2 separate regions of the Mus musculus genome follow, and region 1 is linked to region 2. Evidence: chromatin contacts called from public Hi-C data. All regions are on one chromosome and are shown on one strand. Each heading gives the region's core, a stretch centred on a gene start, on an enhancer-like site or on the middle of the called end of the contact. The rest is flanking DNA. Distances are from core to core; before and after follow the strand shown. Region 1 overlaps Slc22a16 (solute carrier family 22 (organic cation transporter), member 16). Region 2 has its middle 64 kb from the start of Gm48057.

The links. Hi-C and Micro-C count contacts between places; a contact is called where the count stands out from the background.
Region 1: a Hi-C map of cortical neurons shows a contact between it and region 2, with 2.8 times the contacts expected there. The contact joins two enhancer-like sites. A contact is called at or near these places in 2 of 484 Hi-C or Micro-C datasets (cerebral cortex and cortical neurons) and 1 of 115 datasets of contacts at active chromatin or transcription factors (embryonic stem cells).

What each region holds. Positions count from the first base shown.
Region 1 is chr10:40,602,859-40,607,090 of GRCm38.p6, reverse strand. It overlaps Slc22a16 (solute carrier family 22 (organic cation transporter), member 16), which reads right to left. Exons shown (of 8, transcript NM_027572.1): 8 at 2,959-3,573. The coding sequence ends at 3,145. Among named protein-coding and RNA genes, the nearest start is that of Ddo, 25 kb to the left of the region's middle. Within about 2 kb of position 2,245, at least 7 of the 459 cell types and tissues checked have an H3K27ac peak or open chromatin away from gene starts, as enhancers often do. A contact at or near this core is called in cortical neurons, where this site is marked.
Region 2 is chr10:40,968,286-40,973,103 of GRCm38.p6, reverse strand. No RefSeq gene overlaps it. Among named protein-coding and RNA genes, the nearest start is that of Gm48057, 64 kb to the left of the region's middle. Within about 2 kb of position 3,508, at least 70 of the 459 cell types and tissues checked have an H3K27ac peak or open chromatin away from gene starts, as enhancers often do. A contact at or near this core is called in cortical neurons, where this site is marked.

The sequences.
Region 1 (4,232 bases), core at 996-3,495, 360 kb after region 2:
AACCAAGCTAATAAATTTTTATCCATGCCATGTCTTGTTTTTTGTTTGTTTGGTTTGGTTTGGGTTTTGGGGGTTTGAGGGGGGGTTGTTTGGTTGGTTGGTTTTTTGTTTTGGGGGGGTTGGGTGTTTTTGTTTTTGTTTTTGTTTTATTTTTGAGACAGGGTTTCTCTGTGTAGCTTTGGCTTTGTAGACCAGGCTGGCCTTGAACTCACAGAGATCCACCTACCTCTGCCTCCCAAGTGGTGGGATTAAATGTTGGGTCACCACTGCCCAGTGCCGCCCCCTGCCCATGGATAAGTCTTGATGACCATGTAGCCAACAAGATTTTTTGGCTATGCTTTGTTGAAGTTTTAACTAAAGACATTTCACGTCTTAGCCAGTCTCAGAGCTGTTCCCAAGTAGAGGGACCAACAATAGTTACCTGTTTTGTTGGTCTTCATGATTTCTTTCTTTCTGACTGCAGTCACAATCTTTAGGAGGTCTCAGTTGGTCTAATCTGATTTTTATTCATTTTGAAGGAATCCATAGATTTTCCTGATGAAATAAGAGTATATTCTCTTCCCCAATGCAACACATTCCCTGCCTCCCATTCTGAGGTTACCACATGTTTATGCTGATCTAATTCAGCAGTCCAGTGCTTCTCAGCAGCTGTGTTATAAAGCATTATTTAATCTATCTGTGGGACATTCCATAGTCCCCTTCTGTTCTGTGAGCATTTCCTTTAAAGTCCTGTTAGATCTCTCCATAACTGTTTGACCTGTAGGATTATAAGATACATCTGTAACATTTTTTATGCCATATGTCTGAAAAGTTGTTGTATTCTAAAGGATACACATTTTGACATATCATCAGGTTCAATCTGTAAAGACATTTTCCAAGAAAGCCATCGCCTCTAATAAATGTGCAGTCTCAGAATCAGCCTTTTCAGAACTCAGAGCAGAATCATTCTGATATTCTGAGTATCAACTTTATGATACATTAACATATGTACATATATTAATTATCCAATGTCTACAAAACATGTAATCTAGTGTATGTCACTGCTCTAAGGTAGCATCATTAAGGAGAATCTAGATCCTTAACTAGGATATTGTATCTCTATGGGCTGCTCATCTACTTCCTCAAGCCTGTGTGGATTTTTCTCATCTGGAACTATCTTTTCTGCTGTCACTGTAGGATCCAGGTTGAGTTCTTCTCAAGATCTGTGATTCTGATTTAAAGAATCCTCTCACCTCTGTACTATGGCCTGTAACTAGTGTTCCATCTCTCAGTCCTCTCCTGATCTAAGTCTGCATTATTTTGATCTTCCTTTAAAGGGATATATAAAATTGTACCACTACTGAACATATAAGTATTTTTATGTTGACAGTCAAAACAAAACTATATGGGGTCCAAATGCCTTCTTCTATCGTGTTTTCCATATTTTTGCATGGAAAATATTTCCTTTTTTAATCTCTCTAAGTTTCTCCTTCCTCTGGAGATTTCAGTTTATTTTTCTCTCTCTTTGTTTTAGAGACTTATCTTCCAGGTGTATTTATTTATTTCTCTCTTAATGCTTTCTAAGCTTAATATTGTTTCCTGTACATAAGTTTTCTTAAACTCTTTTCCATCTTTATGTGGCTGTTCTTTTTAAGTTATTTTTCTCTTTATGAACTTCATTTTGTTAATTTCAAACTATTTATTTGTCTATGATGTTTTATACCCAGTCTCTCTCTCTCTCTCTTTTAATTTAGCATTCAAGCACAAATCTGATTTCTTCTGTGTGTTCCGTCTCCCTCTGCTGTTTAGGTTAGGACACTGCAGTGATTAGTTCTGCCCCTGTCTTTCCACTCACAGGGAGAGGTAGAAACTGCAGCATCTGTGTTTGGGGACCTCTCTGGGCTGCCATGCATTCTGCCATCTGTCTTGAGCTCTCATGCCACTCTGCTACACTGGGCTGAGTTGGTGTTTGCCAGGTCATGGCAAGCCTAATCCTCTGATCTGGGGCTCCCGGTTGCCAGAGGCTTCTGTTATCCCCATCAGCCTTGTGATCCTCCCAGCTCTGGGGCACTGCTCTCCCGATGCCTGGCCCCTCCCCATCAGCAGGCTTTTCCCACTTTGCACAGATGCTTTGGGAGAAACGCAGTGCAGCCCTGGAACCCACCAGCTGTGTTAGCTCGTGGCTAACCTTAGAGCTGCACATGAATCTGGGATGCTAGTATGTGCTGAAGGCAGGCTTGTCCCAGAGCTGTTGCTAGGAAACCATTACAAGTCGCTGCCTCCTGGGTGCTAGTGCTAATCTTCAGGCACAGGAGTTCATCCCTTGGCAGGTCCTGTGTCTATCTAGGAACCTGCTCTGTTCCTGGGGAGTGCTTGTTCTCTTGCCTTTCACCAGGCTTGGATTCTATGCCCCCATGTTGGGTGCCAAATAAACACAGTAATTAAGGATGTAAGGCTTGTCTGTTCCTGTTCTAACCCATTTTAGCTCCCAAATACTTGACACAGAACCCTATGATTAACAAGCTTTAAGCACTATGACTAGCAGATATTCATCTACTCTAACCCTCTCAGCTACCTGTTTCCCACTCACACAGCCCTTTACCTTCAATCTGAGTCTCACCTTGGCTTATTCTGTTCCATGTGTGTCCTCATGGCAAATCCCTTGGTGACATGCTCATCATGACTCCTCCTGGACCCTCTGCCTCAACCCCAGCTCTCCACATGGTCTCTCTACCTCTTCTCTTTCCCCGTGGTCCTTCTCCTACTTCTCTCTTCCTGGGACCCTGGTCCTGGCCCTGCCTTCTCTGCGCAGTTATGGACCGATTAGTTTTTTATTAACAAATCAGAGAAAATTGGGGAGCAGTCTTTATACAACATTGATACAGGAGATGATTTAGTAATCAAGACAATCCCACGGTCTGTACTGTAACCAAATCTCTGGGCAAAGAAATCAACATCTGAATACACAGTGCACAAAGCCATTCTCCAACACATACTGGTTTTATTTCATTTACTTTTACAAAACAGTGTTTAATACTTTCTCACATTTTTTATGCAGATACATAAGTAACATGTGGAAAGGAAGAATAACACCTCTCTAACACAAAGTAACTGATGCCAACATCCTGGGTGCTGGGCACCATGGAAGATATTTATTTATCACCATCAGAATCCCCCCAGGTTACTCACTTTCATGTTTTCTATCTCATTTTCCATCTCAGTGTTCTTTTCAGGAGGGGCTCTGCCTGAACCCCCACTCTCATCTTCAAGAGAAGCTCTGCCTGAAGCACCCCTCTCAGTCACAGGAGGGGCTATGCCTGCACCCCACTTCCCAGCATCAGGAGGGACTCTGCCTGAACCCCACTTCTCAGCATCAGGAGAGGCTCTGCTTAAACCCCACCTCTCAGCAAAAGAAAGGGCTCTGCTTGAATCCCATCTCTCAAAACTATCAGGAGGGCCTTCGCCTAAACTATCCTTGTTTTCTGGCACCTGCTGTTCAGTCGTCTCCCAAGTAGATTTCATTGGTGTGTCCTGGGTTTCTGGAAGCTTCAATGACAACAATCCACTCAGTATGGCCAGGATCCCAAATAAAATCTAGACAATATGTTAAATAAACATATAGATAAATAAATAGATAAATAAATAAATAAATAAATAAATAGCAATAACAGTTACACACAAAAAAAGAAATGTGACTTTCAGAGAATAAGAAGTACCGGACCTGATTCAGACAGCAACAGAGTTGGGACTGACATTAGACGTTAATGTGTTTGCTGAGGTCTTTAGGTGCCTGTGTTAGGCTGGGAGTTCACTTTAGCATCATTGGAGCTTAATCTCCATTCATTCATTCATTCACAAACCACTGAGAAGCATCTGGCGGAGAGGAAGAGCCAGCTCCTGCTTGCATTACTTCCCTTGCAAACTCTGCCCTGGGAACTATGGCAAAGGGAATGGGGTCTGGGGGTGGGGGCGGGAGCGGGGGTGGGGGAGTCTTGCATCTTTTTCTAGATGCCAGAATCTATAGAAGCCAGGCTCGAGTTAAGTCAACCCTGAACACTCGTCAGGAACTAGTACACTGCACCATCCATTGTCATGGAGTCTCTGACCCCTGGGACAAGATCACAGACTCAATCCAACTATAAGTAAAGGATTTATTGATTACTGCTAGCAGGACAACAATCTCTGGGCCAAGCTGAAGATTGCCATGAGAAGGGGAGTGAGGGAGGGATTTTTAAAGCCAAAAACCATTAAAA
Region 2 (4,818 bases), core at 2,259-4,758:
GCCAACCTCCTTGGGTCCCTGTGGGAGGAGGAGGCTGCATGCCCTACATGCCCCAAAGCCTTGCATGGTTCTTTCTTGCTTCTTCTTCCAACGCCTGGTGAAAGTTCTTATCTTCTTCCTTTCATCTCTTCTCTTCCTCCTAGGACCCAGAAATCCCACCTTTACCCTTTGCCCAGTAATTGGCTCTCACCTTCTTTATTGACATAATCAAGAACCAATTAGGGAATCCACGCCTCCCCCTACACAAAACCATGATTTTCAGGTTGACAACCAGGTGGCACAGTCCAGGGTCTCTAAGAACAATTATGAGGGAAGCCACTGGCGACACAGTTGCAGCAGCTGCTTCAGGCTCAAGCTAGGGAGAGAGGAACTGTGTCAGGAGAGAGAATTAAGAATAATTTCTTCTACCCCACTGTCCAACTCTTCTGGGAGGTTGAAGTGCTTTGAGCTCTGCCTCACACTGGGCCCCTGAGGCTGAGGGTAGAATTATCTGCAAGCAGCCTAGTGAGCAGCTTAGGGAGGGCACCCAAGGGCTGCCTTGAGGAGAAGCAGACAAAGCTTTTTTCTGCCTGGACTGCCCCAGCCCACAGTAGTGGAAAGGCTGGGGAGAGAGCTAACCCACACTGAGAACTTCCCTGTGTTGTAGGCTCTTACTTGCATTGTGCTAACCACCTTTGCTCCCTGCTGGTGGCTGCCCCAGCTTGCTTGGATCTACTTGAAACTGGCTTAGAAGTTCAGTGCACAGGAAGAACCAATAGGTGGGAGCCCAGCCATCAGGCCCAGAAGCCCATCTATGGAAGAGAACTATGCATGCCCGGCTGAAACTGAGCCCTTCCCTATGGCCAGTGCAGCTTAGTATTCTTCACTGGTGGCTGCAGAGAGAAAGGTCCCTTTCTTTGACAGTAAGACCAACGGCTTCATATAGAGGAAGAAATCCCCAACAGAGTACATTAGTGATGGGAGCCAAAGAGCCAGTGTGGCCACCAACAGCCCCCCACAGCTCCCCATAGCCCCACTGCAGCATGGGAGAAAGGCAGAGTGGAGCTTCAACACCTGGGGCCCCGGGGGGATCTGGAAGCCAGAGGAGGGGAGGGAGATATATGTTTACACCCACATCCTTCGTTATTCTGTCATCCAGCTTGTGTTGTGTGTTTCTGTGAAAGGGGGGTGAGGAGAAGAGGACCTATGTGCACACGATGTGCATAACCCACCTTGTTACTGCCTTCTGAGTGTCTGCTTGGAACACTTGTGCTTATCCAATAAGACAGGAACTCGAACTAGGCTCTAAATGTCACCATTTCTAGTAATTATAGTCATCCACATAAACAATAGGAAAACCCCAACGAGGCTGATTTGAAGCTTTAACTTTTACAAGAGTTCACAGACGAATCTATTTTCCCCCTACAGATAGAACAAGTAATTACTTAAAAGGATTGGGGGGAGGGTCCATGTGCCTAATTTGTGTCCAGAAATAGCTACAAACACCTTCCTGAAGTGGACAGAAATGTCTCCTATACATTTGCCGTCACTATAGCAAGTCTCCTGAAGTGGGTCCCGGGGACAAAATTCTACTTAAGAGACATCTGTGATTTCAGGCATGTCAAACTTGAAATGTGCATGTATGATTCTGTGCGTGGGTGGGTGGGTGTGCTCCTATAATAGAGTCTTTGTGTTTCTCATTCTCTGTGTAACCCACGCAGAAGTGGGCATGAAGTGATTAAAAGAAAAAAAAAGGGGGGGGGGAGAATATTTTCTAGAGCTACACAAAGTAGCACAGAGTCAGTGGCTGCTGTGCTATGGGGGGGGGGGGGAGACTCGGTAACTATAGCAACATGCTTTAGAAGTTGTTCTTTCCCTGCCAAAAAATATCAGGTAGGCCCTGAAGTCTTCCCACTGTCACATGGCAGGGAGGGCAAAGCTATTCAAGAGAGGCATCGGGCCAGCACACAAGAGGGCACACGAAGCCAAGTAATCCTCCTGAAACTCCTGAGCTCTGCGGGTCTGGGAAGAAGCAAGCTATGAATAAGGACAGCAGAGGAAGGGCGCACATCAAGAATGGATTTCCCACCCACACGAACAGAGGGAGAATTCTACAATAGCCCAGCTGCAGTCATTCCAACATAAGCTGGCATGGGATCCGGATAACGATCAGGGTACAAGCATACAGAGCCAGGGCAACCAAGGGGACGCAGGCAGGGCCAGGCCTTCCTGTCAGGCTTCTGGATAAGCCCTCAGGGAAATGGCTGGAATTTACACTGAACTCTACCATGATCAGATTCTGTTCTTATGCCATGTTTTCCTCTTAAATAAAATGGACTGTCCCATACAAACAAAAGAGTCGATCCCATAGGGTGAGCCCAGTCTATCTCATTAAGCCCTTCATATCACGGTTAGAAAGTCTGGAGCGGGCTGGAAAGATGGTTCAGTGGTTAAGAGCACTGACCGCTCTCCCTAGAGTTCAATTCCCAGCAACAATGTGGTGGCTCACAACCATCTGTATTGGGATCTGATGCCCTTTTCTGGTGGATCTGAACACAGTGAGAGTGTACTAACATATATTAAATAAATCAATACAAAAATCTTAAAGGAGGAGGAGGAGGAGGAGGAGGAGGAGGAGGAGGAGGAGGAGGAGGAGGAGAAGAAGAAGAAGAAGAAGAAGAAGAAGAAGAAGAAGAAGAAGAAGAAGAAGAAGAAGAAGAAGAAAGAGGAAGAAGAAGAGGAGGAGGAAGAAGAAAGAAAGTCTAGAGCAAACACCTTATCAACTAAGTTTAGACAAAGGCTCCCATGCCAGGAGAGCTTTCAGCTTCAGATCCCAGGAGCAGGCAGCAGGCAAGTGTACTACAGAGAGTGGTATCTGCTGTTTTGTGCACAAATGAGGTTTGGTCAACTGTCCTCACCTAGTTCTCTCTCACCCAGTCTTGATGCAGCCCCTCCTCTTGACTGCTTCTCTCTCTCTCCCTCTCCCTCTCTCTCTCCCTCTCCCTCTCCCTCCCTTCCCCTTCCCTCCCCCTCCCCCTCCCCTCCTCTATCTCTTCTCCCTCTTATTCTGTGCAGGTCCCTTCTTCTTCCCAGCTCTGAGACCTAAGTCTCCAAGTCATTTCTCCTCCATCTGTCCCTGCTCTCCACTGGATCTCATTAAAGTTACGGGTTTATACCTGTGTGCTAATGGTGCCGCTATTTATATCTGCAACTCTTGGAGTGATCAAATCAGTCACACAGATGTCTAACCGAAACCACAGACACAGTAAACCCTGTCTTCTCTTAATGAGTGGGCGACCACATCAAAGTGCACCCCTGCATATGAGCCCCGATAACCCCTCTTCTGTCCAAGTCTCCAAATTGCCAGCTCTAGTAGTCTTTTGAGTTTCCAGCCTCCGCCCTCCTTTCTTGCAGTGTTTTCTCCGTGAGGCAGCTACAATCTTTAACAACAGGCATACCACCACATCCTACCGCTGTTGTACTCAAGCCCTCCCAGAGTCACACCAGGAAGAAAGCCAGAGTGCCCGCCTCTCTGAGCCCAGCGCCCAGCGGGATCAGCTGCTCCTGCCTGCCCCACCCCCACCCGTTGCCCGCCTTGGTCTGCAGGGAAATTCGTTTTCTCTCTTGAATGTGGCTCCAAGCTGCACACTGGAATCCCTCTGCCCAAGGCTCTGTCGGCTCCCTACAGACAGCCCGTGCCTATCTGAACAAGGTGCCCACTGCATCCTGCTCCTGCATGGTGGGGTTTTTCTTTGCTACACTCATCACTATTTGTGTCATAGGCAATTTGTCTTCCTCAGAAAAATGTGAAGCTCCTAAAAAACGGATTTTCTTTTCTTTTTTGTCCAGTGTTTTTCTTTCCCTCAGGACACAGAATGCTACAGTGCCTGGCACCTGGTGAAAGATGAGTCAATATTTATAAATGTTGCCTAAACACATGCACACACACAGGAAAATAAAATACACATTTGTGTAACATGTTGCCTGTGTCCAGTTCTGTGAGTTTTAAACTTTTGGGTTTAATGCTAAATGATTCTTAAAAAAAATCAGGTAGTAGAAAAAAAAAAATCACTGTGCTAGAAAATTGAGAACATTTAGTTAACGCATGGCACTGTATCTCAGGACTCTGATATAAGAGATTTCAGAATTTTAGCTAAGAGGGGGCTGGAGAAGGACTGTAGGATCCTGCCCCACCAGACAGACTTTTCCTTGAGGATACTGGAGGACTCGGCAGAGACTCTCCATCCCCGTTCCTCTCCTAGGAGCATTTATGGGAACAGTTCCTCCCAACCCACGTCCTGTGGGCTCACCTGTTCCAGGCTTACCCACTTCCCTTTGCAGGACAGTCTGACAGGAATTTGCCGTGCCATTGTTGGAGCAGATTCCCTCTATATCATCACAGAATTTTAACAACTACGTTGATGATGGCACATGAGCATTAGTGATGCTTGAACTTTTGCCAGATGGAGTCTGGGAGGCTGCGCTGTGCGGCCAGGATACATAGTCTAATGTTCCAGTCTCCAACACAGAAAGCACGACCCTAGGAGCCATTTAACTCACCTCTTAAGCTCTCTAGCCACAGTTCAGTGCCAGAGAATGGATCTAGATGGTCTGCACTTTTCTCTGTGGTGTCTGATCACACAGAGAAGCACGCCATCACAGAAACAATCCTTTAGCTCTGAGGCATTATGCAATTTACTTACTTCTCATTAAATCCACATAGCACCATGACGAAGTAGGCCTGCTGTTATCCTGATTGCTCAGAAGAAGACACAAAGGCATAGAGAGGTTGAACTTTGTCCAGGGTCTCACGGAGCAGGTGAGCAGCAGAGCTGGACG